Linked DNA regions of Mus musculus: region 1 is linked to region 2. Evidence: chromatin contacts called from public Hi-C data. All regions are on one chromosome and are shown on one strand. Each heading gives the region's core, a stretch centred on a gene start, on an enhancer-like site or on the middle of the called end of the contact. The rest is flanking DNA. Distances are from core to core; before and after follow the strand shown. Region 1 holds the start of Cdhr2 (cadherin-related family member 2). Region 2 holds the start of Cplx2 (complexin 2).

The links. A called contact is a pair of places that touch in the nucleus more often than the background predicts.
Region 1: a Hi-C map of pro-B cells shows a contact between it and region 2, with 2.5 times the contacts expected there. The contact joins the promoter of Cdhr2 here to the promoter of Cplx2 in region 2. A contact is called at or near these places in 1 of 484 Hi-C or Micro-C datasets (pro-B cells) and 1 of 115 datasets of contacts at active chromatin or transcription factors (large pre-B cells).

Annotation. Positions count from the first base shown.
Region 1 is chr13:54,699,477-54,705,248 of GRCm38.p6, forward strand. It overlaps Cdhr2 (cadherin-related family member 2), which reads left to right and starts at 1,987. Exons shown (of 32, transcript NM_001033364.3): 1 at 1,987-2,093.
Region 2 is chr13:54,369,538-54,375,084 of GRCm38.p6, forward strand. Cplx2 (complexin 2) reads left to right here and starts at 1,812. Exons shown (of 4, transcript NM_009946.3): 1 at 1,812-2,038. All of the region lies in intron 1 of LOC115488208 (a long non-coding RNA gene), which reads right to left.

The DNA of each region.
Region 1 (5,772 bases), core at 737-3,236, 330 kb after region 2:
ACACAGATGAAAGGCTGTTCTGCTAAAGCAGACACATGAAAGGACGCATGATGTTTAGAAAGATGATAAATATGACTCCACAGACACTGGGAGCTCGAGCATTGACTGGTTCCACCTCACTCGCTAGTCTTCGCTGACGACCTTCATGTATTGGTTGGCCTTACATTGTGTTGGTGAGCTTTGCTTGTGGTGGAAAGAAACTCGTCTAAGAACTCCTGAGGTTTCTTGTGGCTTCTTGCAGCTTCAGCAAGCTCCAGCCCGTTGGTGAGACTCCCAGTTTCTTTTGATTCGTGTGTGATGTCTGTTGAGTGGACTGGACTGCAGCTGCTGATTGGGGTTTGGTGTTTCCTCGTGGACTGAACTAAGGAGAAAGAAGATTGGAAGATCCCAAAGAACTGTTTCTAAACAGGCCCACTTCCAGGGGCTGGAGAGATGGCTCAGCGGTTAAGAGCATTGACTGCTCTTCCAGAGGCCATGAGTTCAATTCCCAGTAACCACATGGTGGCTCACAACCATCTATAATGGGATCTGATGCCCTCTTCTGGTGTGTCTGAAGACAGCTACAGTGTATTCATATACATAAAATAAAAAAATAAATCTAAAACAAAAAAAGGTCCACTTCCCCATATCCTTTTTTTTGTTTGTTTTTTGTTTTTTGAGACAGGGTTTCTCTGTGTAGCCCTGGCTGTCCTGGAACTCACTCTGTAGACCAGGCAGGCTGGCCTTGAACTCAGAAATCCACCTGCCTCTGCCTCCCGAGTGCTGGGATTAAAGGCATGTGCTAACATGCCCACTCACTTCCCCATATTCTAATAAACTTTCCTACTACCTCTGGTGGGTGGTGGGCTAGAGGGGAGGTTGAACCCTTATGGAAGTAGGTTGTGAAAAATACATGCCCACACTAGGTGCTCAGCAAATACAGATTCTCCTCCTTCCTCAGAGACGTGAGGCCAGCCTTCAATGGGACCTTGCAGAACCATGAGCTCTTTGGGTAGATTGGTGCTTCCTGAGAACCCGCAGCAGCACACCAGGATTGCACAGGGATGCCTCGGTCTCCAGAGCGAACAGCAGCCACTCAGCCAGGAAGGGGCGCACGGCTGGTGAGCTGCAGCATGGGCCTCCTTCCTACTATGAGGTAAGATGAAATGAACTTGGGGACCTGTTCCCCCGAGGGAGGCCACCACTGGGAGTGTGTGGAGCCCCTGGGGCAGTGTGTGATCCTGCCCTTTGATTTTGTTTGTTTGTTTGTTTGTTTGTTTGTTTGTTTTGTTTTCATTTGTTTTTTGAGACGGGGTTTCTCTGTCTAGCCCTGGCTGCCCTGGGACTAGCTCTGTAGACCAGGTTGGCCTCAACTCAGATATCTCCCTGCCTCTACTTCCCAAGTCCTGGGATCAAAGGCACCACTGCCTGGCTTGTTTTTGTTTCTTTGAGATAACATCTTATTATGTCTGGTTTAAAACTGGTTATAGAGACCAGCTAGGCCTGGTACTCACAGGGATCCACCTGCCTCTGTCTTCTGAGTGCTGGGATTAAGGACATATGCCACTATGCCCAGTGTTGGCCCTGCCCTTTGATGTCCTGCTTAGAGGGGACAAATACAGGGCTGAAAAGGCCTTGTTGGAACTGCAGGGTGGGTACCCCTTCATGCCGGCCTCGGGGCTTGGCCTGAGGGCTCAAGGGCTTGATAGCTGTCAAGTCTCTTCATCCCAAGAGATCTCCCCACACCGCTTTCTCTACAGGTCCCCACTGAAGATGAGCCAGGAGAGGACAGAAGGTCCTGACATGACCTCTGACTGTCACCACCTCTTGCTTGCAGTGAGACCCTGGGCTGGGCATTTGCCCCTTCTCTGTCACTGGGCCTGCCTATTCCTCCAGGGTTTTGCCTGCTCTGGTCACAGCCAGTGCCTTCTGAGGAGGTGTGGTCTCTGCATGGTTAATGATTGCTCAGAAGAGGTGGAGATGGTGCCAAAGTCTGCGCTGTGTTCTGCCGGCCCCAGACGGCGCCCACCTGTGACTGGTGTACATCACTGCCTCTGGGCCCCTTCCAGGGGCTGTCCAGATCAGCTGCTTCTGGGGGGGCTCTTAGCCCGAGGGTAAGCCTGGGTGGGGGGCTGTCCTTGGGATTGAGGCAAACTTTGAGTTCTTTCAGACTCAGTTTCCTGGCATCTGGAGTATGGAGGGAACACCAAGGGGAAGAGCTAGCTGTGGCGTTAGCTACTTGTCATGGGGAGGGCGGGAATTGATGAAGCTACCCGTGAAGCCTGTTTCTTCTAGAATGTAGGGTAAGATCTCCTCTCTAGGCAGTGGCAACCTCCTGTTTGCCTTCCTAAGTCCCTGAGAAGTGAATTGGCTACCTCATCTGTTACCTAAAAGGAGAAGATGAGGAAGATGGCTGAATCTGTCCCGGAGCCTGAGGAGGAAAGGCTGGCTCCACTCCGCCAGGCTCAGATCTTCATTCAGCTCCATGCAGACTTTGAGTGAGCTGCTGACTGCTTTTGGGCCTCAGTCTTTGCGTCTGTGGAGTGGGCACAGTACTAGTAGCCCCTGGAGGGCTCGTGAATCAGATATGGCAGGGTACGGAGGCTGTCCCTCTCAGACTCAGAGATCAAACGCTAGGTCACCTCAGGGAGGACTAACGATGCTGGTCCCAACCCTAACTTAGTCCTTGTCCTGGTCACAGGGTAAAGACTCAGCCAGGCCAGCTTGTGTCTTCAAACAGGACTTACATGCTGACTGGTCCCAGGTAGCATATCAGAGAATAATGACATTCCCCTGACCAGCCTAGGCCATAGCCTGCTCTCACCTCATTCCTCAGAGGAAAACCAAAGCTGAGGACAAGGGAGGCTCGCCCAGTGCTGGACAGACAGTATGTGAAATGCTAAAATCCTAACTTGGGGCCTGATCCATACCCGTCTCTCAGAGGAAGCAGCCAGGAGGGCGGGCACCATCTCTGGCTACAGGAAGCCCGGTATCCCTGGAAACTTAAAGGTCCCTGGGTCCGTATCTTGGGGAGCTGGATCACTTGGCTGGGCTGGTGGAATTAGGAGAGACCTTTGTTAGGCTCAGCAGAATGGTACCTGGGTCTAGCCTTGCCTGCAGCTGGTGATTGACCTTCTATCTTTGTTGTTGACTGTCCCTCTGATCTGATCTCTGTTTTCTTAGGGCAATGGAGAGTAACTGTGAGGTAGCTGCTTCCTTCCTGTGAGGCAGCTGTGGGAAGGAAGCAGAAGCGAAAGGAAGGGCTCAGGGAGCTGTGGAGGCTGAGGCAGGGTGGGGTGGCTGTGGGGTTAGCGAGCCCGCCCGTGGCTGAGCCTTTAGCAGGGGAGGGCTCCCTTCCTCTGTAGCCTTCCAAGATGTCCTGGGGTCTTCACATCCAGTCGACTGAATTGTAGAGTCTTTGGTTTCCTGGAGTCTTGTCGAACTGCGGCCAATGTGTCCGCTGAGACAAGAGAGAGGAAACCCCTGCTGTGTCAGGCCTGGCAGAGCATGACCTGGGTCTGGGGGTCCGTAGAGTGATCTGGAGCCCCTATGCTCCTGACTTTTCCTCAGACACTTTATAGGTGAATAGCTGTGCAGTTTTGTTTTTAACTGACACAAAGTAATTGAACATATTGATAGAGTCCAGCAGACCATCTCCACATTCCAGGGTGTGTCCTTCACAGCTACCATGCTCTCTGTGGTAGAGAGCCTCCTGTCCAGCCCCAAACCAGTGGGCTGGGAGCCTGGGAGCAAGGACCTGGGATTTCTAGGTTCTAGATCTGTTCTTTCTTTCATCTTTCTCCACTATCCCTATCTTCTTCTCCCTCCCTCCTTGCTTCTCTTTCCTTTTACGGGTCTCTCAATACAGCTCAGCCTTATATAGAACCAGAGGGCCTCCTCTCTGCTGAGCACTGGGATACTGGCTGGGCTCCAGGCCCAGTTTCCCATCATTTAAAGAAGTAGAGTGGTTGGGAGCTGGCATCAGTGGTGTCTCACATGAGCCTATGTTTGACTTGTGGTCCTCCATAGGAGAAAAGGGCACCTAGGGGACGTTCGCCCAGCTCCAGTGCCTGGGCACATGGCCTCCCTTCTTCCATATGACCTGTAGCATATGTTCCCTGACTGGAGCTCAGCGGCTCTGGCTGTGAGTCTTGAAGGACAGAGAGAATTTGCACATGGGCAAGGGACACAAGAGGGCCTTTGGGGCTGAAGAGACACATGCAAATCTAGGGTAAAGAGAACGCAGGGTGTGTGTGTGTGTGTGTGTGTGTGTGTGTGTGTGTGTGTGTACTGTGTGTGTGTGTGTACTGGATACCACAGAGGAAAAGGGATCCACTCTTGGAAGGTGAAACCTGGGTCCCCTAAGAATTTGTCTTGCCAAGGGTGGGAAGTATGGCCCACAGCCAGTCTGAGCCTTGCACGGGTCTGGTCTTGAGAGTGCCTGTGCCTATAGAGGTAAGGCTGGTCACCTGGTACTTTCCTATCTCATAACACATTTTTCTTAAGTGATGGAGTCTGGGAGATACTGCTGCTGCCAAGTGCAGAACTTTGGCCTCATTATGGTCAGTGAGTATGTTTGTGAAAAGTCAGTGACAAAGGGGACAAGACTGTGAAACTCGGGGTCAACTCATACAGTATAGGAAGGAGGATCAAAAGGAGTTCTAGGTATGAGTCAGGCATGACCCTGTGACAGCTAGATAGAAGACCCAGCTTCCTGGAGGTGTAAGGGTCCCCATAGGTAAAAAGGAATGTGTAAGCCATCTCCCCTTTCCAGGAGATAGTGACTTCACAGGGGTGGCATGTGAGTGTGCAGGTGTGGGGCACTATCATCTGAGGCACACCAGGAGGACAGGAGGGGAAGTGTGAGGGGACAGAGAAGGGGGCTTGAGTGGAGCCCCCAAGGGGCCATGGCGAATGAAGGTTCCAGTTGGTTTTCTTTTCCCTCAGCTGCACCTCACTGGGGGTTCTGTGTAACCTCGGGGAGAAGTGTGTGTGTGTGTGTGTGTGTGTAAGAAAGTGGGGGGGGAGAGAGAGAGGTGGGGGAGAGAGGGAGGAGAGGAGGGAGAGGAAGAAGGGGAGGAGGGGGAGGAATGAGAAGAAGGGGAGGAAGAACAAGGAAGAGGAGGAGGAAGAGAGAAGGCAAGAACATGGCTGGGTTTGTCCAGCGCTGAGGATGGAACCCAGGGCCCAGAATACACCAGGCCAGTGTTCTACCACTGACATATAGCCCTAAGCCTTTAAAGGCTTATTTTTAGCTGGGTGGTGGTAGTACACATCTTTAATACCATCACTTGGGAGCCAGAGGCAGTGGATCTCTGAGTTCAAGGCCAGGCTGGTTTATAAAGTGAGTTCCAGGACAGCCAGGGCTACACAGAGAAACCCAGTCTCAAAAATAAATTATTTTGAGATACATTCTTTCTGAGTTCTCAGGCTAGCTTTGAACTCTCAGCCTTCCTGCCTCGCTTTCCAAATAACTGGGATGACAGGCACACACCACCACACCCAACTGGAGAGAAGTCAGGCTGCCTGCCTTTGGATTGGAGTCCTGTTACTGGTGGTGGCGGGTTCCCTTCAAGCTTCGTTGCTAACAGCTTGATAACAGGTGCAAAGGGCCAGCCTAGTGCTGCCCTTCATCATTAACTCCCTTCCCCAGGGCGAGCTGGGTGGAGAAACTTCCTTCCCAGGAGATGGGCTGAGGTGAACTTTGTGACATGGCAGGATGAATTGTGCTCACATCAGCGATTGATCAGCCTGTGGCTGTTGCTTTACATTCAATAGAAGGGAAACAATCGA
Region 2 (5,547 bases), core at 562-3,061:
GGGAGAACCCTGTAGCTCTGGTTTTCCCCTGCATTGGTTATTTTATCCACCTCAGCAAGCATACCCTTAGCATCTACTTTGCCAACTACTAACCTAAGGCAATTTCAATTAGCCAAGATTCATCAGCCCTTCCAGGACTAACACCCTCTCTGTTCTGTTCTGAGGGTAGGAAGCCACCCTCCGGCCCTTCAACCTCACTAGCCCCCGCCCAGCCTCCTCTCAAGAGCTGGATGGACCCGGTGCTTACACAAGCCCAGCTTAAAACGCAGCACCCAGGGCTGAACTCTGTCTTTTTATCTGAAGTGCAACTTGGATTTTGATGCTAGCTTGATCAACGTCCGTGTCAAAGGCAAAGCCCCAGTTGTAGCCAGAGTGCAGCTGGCACAGGCCCCCTTCACAGAGCATGTTTGCTGAAGAACTTGTAGAAAGGAAGAGACAGAGGCAGGCAGGGGAAGGGGTGCGGGGGGGGGGGAAGATTGCAGGTCTTAAAATGTCAGATCTCTTGGCTTCCAACTCCCTTTGGGCATTAGTGGCCAGTCTAAGTGTCTCTAATGAAACAGGAGCGTGTGACACACACACACACACACACACTTTAGGCCACCTAAATAGAGGGGCCCTGCCATCATACAAAGCTCCTGGTCTGCAGGGGAGCAGGGGGTGCACACTGATGTCTTCTGACTTGTAAGGTTTCTCCCACGTTAAGGCATCTACTGTGAACCCCTCCTTTCCCTCCCTGGATTCTGCCCTACCGCAGCTTGCAGCTCTTGCTCCTGGGAGAGAAGCCATCTCATCTCAGAAGCAGAAGTCATCCCCACTCTGACATAGCTCTGATGGATGCATGAACTTCTGCACTGCTTCCAAAGGCCAGGTGCAAGGCCCTCCCCACTGGAGCCATTTTCCTACACCTCTGGCTGGATGAAAAGAAGGGGCGGGGAGCCAATAGGTGGCAGGCAGAAAGGAGAGGCTCATTAGGAGAGAGGGGGAAAGATGAGTATGGGGGGAGGCTGAGCGAGTAGTAGGGGTCCCCCTGTTGTCTACTCCCTTCTCTTCCCTGGGCTTAGGAGGGAAAGCAGCGCCTTCTAGAATAACATAACCAGAGAACTATTCCTTCTTCCGAGGATAACACATCTACAGAAGACCAGGAGTAGCTCACCTAGGGTTCCCGCTGCAATTTTGCAGCAGTCTTTCTGCTTCTGGGTCCAGAGCAGAGAGCCACTCACCCACTAGGAGGGCCTTCCTCATCCCACACACCAGTGGTTCTGGAGTGAGCGCATAGCTGGACACTACAGTCATAAACTGCAGAAACGATGTGACAGTGGACTGTCTAGTCCAGAAGCCGCTCCCAGGCACAAAGAAGGGGTGATTGAAACTGGGGCTCCTTTAGGGAATTGGGCACCCCAACGGGAGTGTGCCTATCGTAGTGTGCCCAGAGTAACCAAAGAGAACTTTCCTGAAGAGGTGATTACTTGAGTTTCTGCTTTTAAAATCCTTTCTTCCACTCGTGCCCCCAAAGCCCTTCCAAACCTTCGAGCTTGTGGTTCTTGAACACGGAGGAGTTGGGAATGAAGCCTAGCTGCAGGCAGATCGGTACAGCTTAACGCGGAGAGAATAAAAGAGTAGAAAGGAGATAAGGAAGAGAGGGGAAAATGAGGGGGAGGAGACAGTGAGAGGGAAAGGAGAATGAAGAGAGGGGGAACAGGAAAGAGAGGGGAGAAAAGGGAGGGAGTGCAGGAGGGAGGAAAAGGGAGGGAGAGAGAGAGGGAGGGAAGAGAGAGAGAGAGAGAGAGAGAGAGAGAGAGAGAGAGAGAGAGGTTTTGAATTTCCCTTCTGGAAGAGAAGCTGTACGGCGTCAGGGCCTGGCTGAGGGGCGTGATTGGAGGGCGCCTTAGGCATCCGCCCGCCCGCGGCAGCAGCCTCGGCCCCAGCTTGCCTGGCGGAGTTACACCAGGCAGCGGCGCGAGCTGGCTGAGCACACGGCACCGCCTGCTGGAGTCAGCCGGAGCCCTGCAGTGGCTTAGACGGTTGCTGGGACCACCAGGTCGGTGCTGGCCGTGGGCCGGGGAGGCGGAGCCGGGCTGGGGGCAGTGGGGGAACGCTCTGGCTCCGGAACAGCGGGGAAGCCGGGCAGTGTAGCTTTGAGGGGCTCCCCAAGACCGCGGGGCGCTGCGCTGGGACTGCGGCCCCTACCCGCTCGCTGTGGTGCTGAAGGGACAGCTCCCCGCGGAGGCCAGGGGGACCGCTGGAGCTGCAGACTCGGGGCAGGAAGATGTGGGCAGATGCGCACCCGGAGCAGTGGGGCTTGGGGAGCTCCGACCGCCCCGAGTGCGGAGACTCAAGTGTGAACCTGGAGAACAACTTCGAGCCCGCAAGACTAGGGTGGGGGACGTGGTCCTCGGCTGCTTGGGGTGTGGCTACCCCTGAAGCCCTCCCGGACCCTCTGCTACAGGAGCAGAGAGTCACCCCGAGGGGTAGAGTTCGGTTCCCAAGGGAACCCGAGGGTGGCAGAGGCCAGGTGGAGAGAGGAGAGGCCACGTCGGTGGGGGGCAGGGGGGCTATTTGTCCTCTTCCCGCAGGAGCGCTGTTGGAGTAGCACGAGCCTGTGCAGGGTCACAGGCTGCTCCTCAGTCTCAGACCCTCCTCTCCCTGGCAAAGTTTAAGAGCAGGCGAAGGTTCAGAATTGAGAGGCAAGTGTTGGGGGAAGGGGACACGCACTGACCAACTAAGGGCCCCAGGGCAGAGCTGTTGGTCTCCATGAGGGCCGGGGGAGCGGCGCCTGGAAGCCTGCCCTCTCTTCTGTGGGGGGAAAACCCCCGCACTTTCATGACCCAGACGACTGATCCTTTTACTCTGGCCGGACCTCGCTGCACCCCCCGCCCCCCCCCCCCCACACACACACACCCTCCCCGCCACCTCTGAGACGTCTTGCTGCTAGGGGCGTGGGGTGGGGAAGTAGGGGAGACGTCCTCTGTCTCAGCCACTGCCATTAGCGTGGAGTCCCTTGCAAAAAAACAAAAAACAAAAAAACAACGGAGTGTTGAATTGAGTTGTGATTGTAGCCCGTACTTGAATCAGAGAAAAACAGCCGCAAAGACAAACACTGCAGGTGCTCATGTGTGCTTGTCAGAAGGAGGGGCCCGGTTTCTGGGACTCGAACTGGAACTAGAGCAGGTGCCTTAGCTGCCTTTGGCTGGGACTGACAGCAGGGGTGTGGGAGTGTGGGGTCTGGAGGAAAGATGAGGGGCCTGCCCTGGGTCCCCGGTGACTGGCAGCATGGAAACATTTGCATCAGCCTACCTACACCCCCTCCCCCTTTCCCCCAGTCCAACACCCTACCAGCAGCACCATCCTCCACCCCCACCAGCTTCCTTCCCGCGCGGAGACAGACGGCAGCTTTCCGCAGCACCGCTGAGGAGCGCCTCCTGGCGGTGAGGCCCAAATTCTCAACTGCACACAATCTGCAGGCCCTCTCTCCCGCGGTCCTCCTGGTAGCTCCAGGCGCGCACGCACACACACACACACACACACACACACACACACACACACACACACACACACACACACGCCAGTGTCTAAGAGGTTTAGAATCAGACATGCAGGCTCATGCTTTGAGCCCGTGCACACAACACTAAATTCCACTGAGCAAGCACGCTGAAGAGGATATCCTCTGAGGAGCCTCCAGATAGGTGAAATGGGTAAGACAGGCAACAGAGAAGCTCCCCAGATCACAAAGAAACGATACCCAGACAGCAAGAGCATGAATAGAAAGTGCTTTAGGTCTCACAAAAGCAACCCATCCTGTCGTGTCAGGGAGAACAGGGTCTGCACGAAGGGAAGTACTGTTAGCAAAGGGTCTTAGAAAAGTTGGCACTGTTGTGGATGCCTATGACAACAACAAGGACACTTACTGGCTTAGACACCTGATTTGCATAATCTCGGTGCTCACAGCAGGCCTTGCACGAGGCATCAACCGTCTCCATTTTACACATGAGAAAACATTAAGTCAGGTCAACATCATTTAATAAGTAGTAGTGCCAAGATCTGAGCCAGCAGGGATGAGGTTAACCGGTCCTGAGGCTGTGGGACTAGTACGACCAAATCACCCTGCCTCAGGTGGAGGTGGAAATAACATTTGGGGCAGGGGGTTGCTGGTTAAGACACAGCAATGTACAAGAGATGAGACATGAAAGGCAAAGAAAGATGTCCCGTTCCAGACTGCAGGGTTTGAAGGTTGGAGCACAGGCTGTGGTAGGTTTAACAAAGGCCACGGGAAGCCAGTTGCAGGGTCGTAAGTTTGCGTGAGCAAATCTGCCTTTGAGGAAGATGAATCTGAGGGTGATGTGGAAGATAGGGACGAGCTGGAGAGACAGAGTCATGAAGCAAGGCAGTAAAGCAGTAGGAAGAGGTGGCGGGTAAACAGTGACTGTGCCTCTATCCCAGTCAAGGCCACCTAAGCCTGTGTGCTCTGCTATGAGGTTAACTAACAGCTAGGAGGACCAGTGTTGGAAAATGCCCCTGTTCTCTTCCGTAGCCCCTGGTAGACAGTAGGTACTCAGGAGTGCAGGGTGAGTGAGTGAGTGGGTGTGTGTATGTGTAGTGAATGGAGGTTTTGGTTGAGACAATTCTGGCAAAACATGCAGGAGAACAAGATGGGAGCCCTGTAAGGACAGGCTTGATCTCCCAGAGACTGAAATGGAAACAGCATACAGCAGAGGGTTAAAAACGTGCAGGCTTTGGAGAGAAAGCTGCCGCCACGCCACCGTGCATCTGTGTGACTAACTAAGGCTCCTAAATCAGTAGGCACAGATGGGAGATTTCCATGGGAGGAACAGAGGAAAGAGAAGGAAGAGTTTGCTTAGAGAAGGAACCAACAAGGAAGAGGACAGAAGACCTGTTTGGGGAGACCCGGGAGCCACAAGGGTGCTGTGTCATGGAATTCAGATCTGAGACGGCTGAAAGTGGGGGAGGGGTAATGATCAGCACTAAACGCTATGAAAAGAGAAAGAGGCAGAGGACTGTGGACACCCCTGGTCAGGCACGGGTCTCCTAGCCATGCTGGTGAAGGTGAAGTGGGCTGTGTGTGAAAACAGCAGGTCTCAGGAGCAGTAAGGAGGTGAGGAGGTGAGGGGAAGACTCTCCGGTTCACTCCAGGGCAGAGAGTCAAAGAAAGTCATAGTTAAAGTAAAGGCTTGGGGAAGGGAGGAGACCCAAGAGACTGAGAAAGGACAGTAAAGATGTAAGGAAGGTGTGAGGATGGATCGATAGAGAAAGAAGTACAGAGAGAAAAATCTAGATTGGCTTCATCTAGGAGGAGGGAGTTCCCTGGAGCTAGGAGCGGGGAGGTTGCAGGTGTGCGCAATAGCTTTCATTAATGACAGCATGAGTGACTTCCATTTGCTGAGCACCTGTCACGTGACAAACACATCTCACAGATGATTTCTAACCTTCAGACTGGCCATGGAGCCCTCCTTTTATAGAGAAGACCCAGTTTCAAAGGGCTGCCTCACTGGAAGAAAGGGCCCCTTCAACAGCCAGCCCGGCCTGGAGGGA